Linked DNA regions of Hordeum vulgare: region 1 is linked to region 2. Evidence: chromatin contacts called from public Hi-C data. All regions are on one chromosome and are shown on one strand. Each heading gives the region's core, a stretch centred on a gene start, on an enhancer-like site or on the middle of the called end of the contact. The rest is flanking DNA. Distances are from core to core; before and after follow the strand shown.

What was found. A called contact is a pair of places that touch in the nucleus more often than the background predicts.
Region 1: a contact with region 2 is called in a Hi-C map of seedling, with 2.8 times the contacts expected there. The contact joins the promoter of LOC123452255 here to the promoter of LOC123452254 in region 2. A contact is called at or near these places in 3 of 6 Hi-C or Micro-C datasets (leaf and seedling).

What each region holds. Positions count from the first base shown.
Region 1 is chr5H:527,468,789-527,472,239 of MorexV3_pseudomolecules_assembly, reverse strand. LOC123452255 (transcriptional adapter ADA2) reads left to right here and starts at 1,674. Exons shown (of 12, transcript XM_045128884.1): 1 at 1,674-1,998; 2 at 2,100-2,337; 3 at 2,964-3,029; 4 at 3,096-3,221; 5 at 3,300-3,375. The coding sequence starts at 1,946.
Region 2 is chr5H:527,334,480-527,338,027 of MorexV3_pseudomolecules_assembly, reverse strand. It overlaps LOC123452254, which reads right to left and starts at 1,749. Exons shown (of 1, transcript XM_045128883.1): 1 at 103-1,749. The coding sequence starts at 1,188. The coding sequence ends at 715. LOC123452252 (kinesin-like protein KIN-12G) reads right to left here. Exons shown (of 21, transcript XM_045128879.1): 21 at 2,638-3,548. The coding sequence ends at 2,978. All of the region lies in intron 3 of LOC123452253 (protein STRICTOSIDINE SYNTHASE-LIKE 3-like), which reads left to right.

The sequences.
Region 1 (3,451 bases), core at 425-2,924, 130 kb before region 2:
GACGAACACCTGGCGGCGTGGTGTCCGCGCGGCCACGGACCTGCCCGGTGCGTCGGGACTCACTAAGAAGCGGGGCAGGGGGAGGGGCAAAACGCGGCGAAGCCGACGGGGAGATAGCCTTTGAATCGATGGTAGGCAGATGGGGCGGCGCCGGAATCGGCACAGCGGCAGAAGTTGTGGTGTGCGAGGGGCGGTTTCGGAGAAGAAAATGCTTTTTTTGCCTGACAAGGGGCCCGACGCGTCGTTTTCCTTCCGCGGGCGCCCCCTAGCGCGCTGGGTTCGGGTTAGGACCGTCAGGGCGAGTTTCGGCCCGAGCAGGCGAAAAACGGCCTTCTTGGGGCGCGGCTGGGCCGTCCCACCCTCCCTGAGCGAAAAAAGGTCGAGGAAGTGCCTGTTGGGGGTGCAACTAGAGATGCTCTAACACCTACTTGGCCTCCACGACATACAAGGCACAACTCGGAGATTTGAATGTTTTCATTTTGAAGCCTGCTGTTTCGGCAAATTGGAATCCGCCCAAGCATAAATTATTTTCTTGGCTCATCCTTCACGACAGGGTTGGACAATGGATTGTCTTCAACGGTGTGGTTTGCCTAGTTGTAGTCTATGTCAATTGTGCGAACAAGAATCGAAAAATGTTACAGACACGCTTTTCAAATGTAGATATGCCAGGGGTATGTAGGAGTAGATAAAGTTTTGCCCCGGGATGGTGGTTTTGCACACCGAAGATTGAGACAACTTCTCACCACGGATTGGTGGTGCTCCATGACCAACTTCAACGAACAAAATGACATCGGTGGCACAAGAAAAGGGATTTGCTTCTCTTCCCCATGCTTGTTTTGTGGAAGATTTAGAATGAGCACGCTGCGATAGTTTTTAGGTATCAAGGTATGTCTCCATGTTATCAACTGTCGTTGTTAGTAAGATTAAAAAGCAGGCCCGCTGTGGGTGCTAACGGACGCTAAGAGCAACTCAAACGGGCCTGTTTTACCGCCGCAGATCCATCAATAGGCCTCCCGCACTGGGATAAAGGAGGTACCCCACCGGTGGATTTGGTGCTACAGAGCTAGGGTGGCCGGGGAAAATGGGGTCGTCGGTCTAGGGTTTGTGTGCTTGCGGACGACGGGTGGGTGGAGGGGGAGGGGATAAGAAGGAAAGACAATGATGCCGCGTTGCGGGCGAGGGAAGGAGAACGCACGCGAGACACGTGTCCGCCCCGTGTCCACGACAACGTAATTGACGCCCAAATTTGTGTCCAGAATAGGCCGCGAGCGGACGAAAAATGAACGCGCGTCCGTTTGAATTAACGCGTTAGGCTGATTTTTCTGTTCGTTGCGTCCCAAACGAACACGCACGGAAGAAATGAGTCGACGCGTTGGAGTTGCTCTAGACGTTTGTGTGTGTTATAATGACATGAGAGTAAACCATATACGCGACCGAATGTTTTATTCCTTAGTAAAACTCTTTTGAATTAGTACGACAGGCAAAACTTTTGGCTTAGTTATTTGAAAAAAAACTAATGACCAGATTTCTGCACCGAAAACTCCCCGTCTTAATTAGAACAGCTCTAGCCCGAAGATTCAGAGCGGCTGCAAGAGATATCCCCCAGATTTGTCCACGGAGGGACGTCAGCCGTCCGATACACCAGACAGACGGCCCAGATTTGGCGCCGGCAGTATACTAGTCCGACTCTACTACTGGCTCTGATCTGTAGCTGCGTCGCGGTCGCCCATGGTGGTCGTCTTCCCCCCGACTCCCCGCCCCAGCCAAATCCCGACCCCCGCCGCGGCGCCGATCCCCCGGCGCCCCCGGTCCTCCTAATCCCCGGATCACCCCCCCACCCAGCTGGATTCAGCTCGATGCGGCCGGCCGCGGCGTGGTAGCGGATCCCCGCGCGAGCGAGCTAGGGTTAGGGTTTCGAGGGGTTTGCGCTAGGGTTTGGTCCGCGATGGGCCGGTCCCGCGGGGTGCCCAATTCCGGCGACGACGATACCAACCACAGGTCCCGCTCGGCCCCCTCCGCCCGCCGCTTCGCATTTCGCTCTTGCTTGCTTGCCTGCCTGCGGGCGAATGGCTGTAATGCGTTGTCTCCGTTCGCTGCAGGTCGAAGCGGAGGAGGGTCGCCTCGACCGGGGATGCGTCCGACTCGCTCTCCGCCGCGTGCGGGGGAGCCGGCGACGGGAAGAAGGCGCTCTACCACTGCAACTACTGCAACAAGGACCTGTCCGGGAAGATCCGGTTCAAGTGCTCCAAGTGCCCCGACTTTGACCTCTGCGTCGAGTGCTTCTCCGTTGGAGCTGAGGTCCAGCCGCATCGGAGCAACCACCCCTACAGGGTCATGGTCAGTGCCCTATGCTCACTTAGCTTAATTGTGTACAAATGCATGCTTAGCTGACTAACTAGTGTCCAGAAGCTGCAGTAACAGATGTTAATACTAGTGTTATAGAACAGTGGAGTTACCACAACTGAACTGCAGTGAACTCAACAGGCTGTTAGTACATGTGCTGGTATAGCATGGTTCTTCAAATCTGTCCTAGCATCCTACATGTCACATCGAATAGTAAGTCTGAGCTGATTGATACTTGGTCAAAAAGGCGGGAAACCCAAAAGATGCAATGTAACACTCCAAGGTTGAATTAACCCACAGAACCACTGTATTAGTGTGTTCCCGTCAATTCAGGCTTCATCCTTCTTAACCTGAATACACTTACAAGTGTAAGTCATCAGCTGATGTGTGAACTCAGATCATATGTTTGGTTCTACACGGTTCCCTACTCAACCATCTTGATTGCAACTGGCTATATGGGGCTTAATGCATGCACACCCAGATCATCTCGAGGAGAGTTCTCATAAAAAAAAGAGGAGGAAAAAAGAAACCACCTTCCACCTTAGCACTTCAAGTATTTTGTATTGTCAGTGCTTGTCATGTCTGTTGCATTCTTTAACTTAACTAAAATTTTGCAACAGGACAACCTATCTTTTCCTCTCATTTGTCCAGATTGGAATGCGGATGAGGAAATCCTTCTTCTAGAGGTATTTTCAGTACCCATCTTTTCTGTTCACTTTCTGGGTGGTGGGTTCTGACTCTTATAATTGTAGGGAATTGAAATGTATGGTCTGGGAAACTGGGCTGAAGTTGCGGAGCATGTTGGTACCAAGAGCAAGGCACAGTGCATTGAGCATTATACTACTGCATATATGAACTCACCTTGTTATCCCCTTCCGGTAATCATTTTGTCTACTTGTTAATTTGTGGAGTTGAAAACAATTGAGACGTAATTCAATGCTACCTCATCATTGTAGGACATGTCTCATGTTAATGGCAAGAATAGGAAGGAACTTCTTGCCATGGCTAAAGTACAGGGTGAGAGTAAAAAAGGTGAGTCATGGTCACATCTTTTAAGGTGACAAAGAAAATCTATTTAGGGTGGAACTGAATATTATATTTTTTGTTG
Region 2 (3,548 bases), core at 500-2,999:
TTCGCAAGGAACCGATGCCTCCAGAAAAATCCTTCTACGAGATTCCTTTGAATGAATACTCGAAATCAAAAGGAGCACTGAACAGTGTCAGAAGCAGATATATGCAAACAAAGCGAGCGTATCATGAGCTCCCATGATTCATAACTGCACTATAGCAGTCTAAAAAGTACGGGCGTATCACATTGGCAAATGGTAATCTTACCTTTGACGGCCATTAGGCCCATACAATCCCTTGAAAAGATTTGCCAGCTCTAATATATTAATATCACTGCTACTACTAGGTTGTTTGACCACGCCATGCAAATGCAATGCAAGCAATTCGAGCTCCACAGGTGGCAGCAGCAACAGCATACGCTGCTCGACGATGAGCAGTTGAGGAGGACCACATTTCCTCTCTCCAAATCCAAGCCAAGCAATTCCACTGGTCCATCCATCCATCCATCCTCAGGCAGCAGCGACACAACATAGCCAGCCAAGATCGCACGCACGCACGTGTGCGCGATCGCTTGCTGTACCAGGATGCTAACCTAAACCCAAACTAAACTAACACACGCACACCTGACGAGACGAGACGAGACGAGACGGGGCAAATCTTTCCACGCGCACGCAGTGACGCAGCACAACGCGACAGCGGGCACAGGGAAGGGAGCACACGCACTCGACGCGACGGAGAAGAAGAAGAGTACGCCGATCGACGTTGGCGGTCGACGTTGGCTAGCGGCGCGCGGAGGAGGCGCGAGAGCTGGAGCGGGAGGAGTTGGAGCGCCAGAAGCCGGCGCCGTAGAGGCGGGACCCCATGATCTCGCGCTCGAACTCGGACGCGGCCTCGGCCGCCGCCTCCTCGCGCTCCACCTCCGCCTGCGCCTCGTCCGCCTCCAGCGCGTCCGCGGCCGCGAACATGGCCTTGGTGCTGCCCGACTGCGACGCCGAGCCCCTGCCGCCGCGCCGCAGGCCCCGGCGCCGGCGCCGCCTCAGCCTGGCCCGGCGGACGAGGTCGGCCGGCAGGCGCACCGCCACGAGCAGCACCAGCTCCAGCACCGCCATGGGGCAGCAGCAGCACACCGCCGCGCAGTCCGCCGCCGCCTGCCCCGCCGCCTCGCCCCCGCACCCCGGCCGCGGCCCAACCTCCCGCTCCCTCTCTCGCCCCGCCTCCCCGCCTTCCCGGCCGGAGCCGCCGCCGTCCCGCATCTGCCGCTCCCCGCCCCCGACCCTCAACGCGCTATGCCGGTCCGGGAATCCACCGTGGGCGGCCGCGCGGTTGTCGGATCGGTTATGTAGAGGAGGGCGGTTGGTGCGGGGTGCGGGGCGCGATGCGGAGGCGGCGACGATGGCGTGGCGTGGCGTGTAGCGCCGGGGTCAGGAGAAAAAATCAAACCGCAGTTTTCTACTGCCCCACACGCGGCCTGCAGTTATGTTTCCCTGCTATTTATTCCCCACTGTTTTTTTTTTTTTTGAGGATGCTGTTTTTCTCTTTTGAAAGGTTAACCATACTTTTTTTTTTCTTGTTTTGAAAGGTTACACTTCACTTTTTTTTTTCGAACCAACCTTTGTGATTGAATAGTTAGAAGGATTAAGGTATCTCAGTCTATTACAATTTAAATCCTGATGCTCGCATTTATTTCAGGATTTTCAGCTATGCATATTTAATGGAAAGAAACGTTTTCGTCGACGATGAGACGTCTGCGATGATTTCGTAAATTTTAAAATGATATGTCAGTTCAGTTTTTTGAATGTGCTTATGAGGATAAAGTATACGTATGTACGTTCGTGAACATAAATATATGCGCACTTGCGTTTGTATTATGATAAAAAAAATTGAAAAGTAATTCCCTGCTGGTTATTATTGTGGCGGATTTGCTGCCAGAATGCCGGGACGCAACCGCGCGAAAAGGGGTGCGAGACCGCGACGGTCGATCGGCCGCGCCACACCTTTGCGACGCGATGCGATAAGACAGAGAGAGGTCGACGGGAACAGCCGCCGGTGTGTGGACTGTGGAGTGGAGTTCCGGGAGATTTTTCCGTCCGGCGGCGCTTTTCGGCTAGGCGCCCGTGTGGGTTTTGGCCGAGGAGGAGAGCATCAGAGAACACACCGCACACGCCACATGGGTGTGTGTGGATGTGACGAGGCAGGCAGCCTCGGTCGTTGGTAGGCGTCTTACGTGTGATTGATTTGATAGTAGTATAACTGTGGGATCCCTATTATTATCAGCTGCTCTTCCTTATAAAATGGTGATGACGAACGGAGAGAGAGATTATTTTAGGTTTTTTTTTTTTTTTTTGGATTCGTGGAGCGGCTGACCCATCAGTGGAGCCAAGAGGCAAAAGTAGATTTCAGGAAAACAATGACCAGATAGCCGAGCGGAGCAGTCCAACCAAAACAAGTGGAACAAAGAGGCAACGAAGCAACCCCGAAGAGACAAAAATAGCTCAACGAGCTTCCAGAAGCAATCCAAACGACCTGGCGGCAGCATGGAGTGCAAAATACACTTTCTTAACCGCCACGGCACAGCCAACTTAAAACAAATGTGTACTGTAATGAAAAACGAGTTTCTCGGCCTGCGACCTCCCGCGACGGGCTGAAACATCGGCATTCTTTTCTTCACATACACACGCAAACACGCCGACTGCGATAGATTGTACGATAGTACTATTTATTTGTTTTAAAAAGTCAAAGCCCTCTTGAAATCAACATTGCGACCGATCAATCATTGCCGTCCTGCATGGCGAAGTGCAGACCAGAAGAAAGTGGGTCTGAAGTTGCATAGAAGCTGGTAGAAGCTTGTATACCAGACCACAAGAAGAACGGGAGGACGCACAGAACAGTTATTCCAGTCCACTTCAGGACTTACATCCATCCAACCTACAGCACGCGAGAACCAACGGTGTGCTACAAAGAATTTGTACAAATGAAGGCGAAGACAGACCAGCCTGTCTGTCTGTCAATGGTGATAACTGATAATCGGTTTGCTTTTTCGGTTCACAAATCGGTCTGGTCGTCGACGAGCAACAGCTGCCTGGCCTCGGCGACATGGACCTCGATGGCGTCGAGGTCCCCCTTCACCTTGTCGGAGACGTGCGGCATGGACGCGTCCAAGCCTCTGGCAACCAGAAGCTCGCCGAGGTCCCGCATCGCCTGGCTCAGCTTCGACTTCATCTCGTCCAGGGACGTCGTCTGGTGCTGCAACGACGCCTCGCACGCCCTGACCTGCTCCTCCTCCAGCTTCACCTGAAAAACGCTGTCCTGGTAGTCCACCAGCAGGCTCGGCGCGTCCTTCTGCTGAACCTCCCAGGTTTCGGCCAAGGCGTGATCCCGGACGAACTTCTCGGTGTCGGCTTCCAGCAGGGAGAGGAGGCAGTCCTCCATCTCCGATTCAACGCGTGAGATCTCGCCCACGATGTCGTCGCAGTTCCTCATGCTCTTGATCTCCTTTTGAACAATGCTAAGCTGTGTCCGGGACTTCTTCAGTTCAGACACGACCTTCGTTCTCTCCTCCTCAGATTTCAGCAGCTCGGACGCCTTGCCGAAATTCATGGGCTTCTGCAACGGG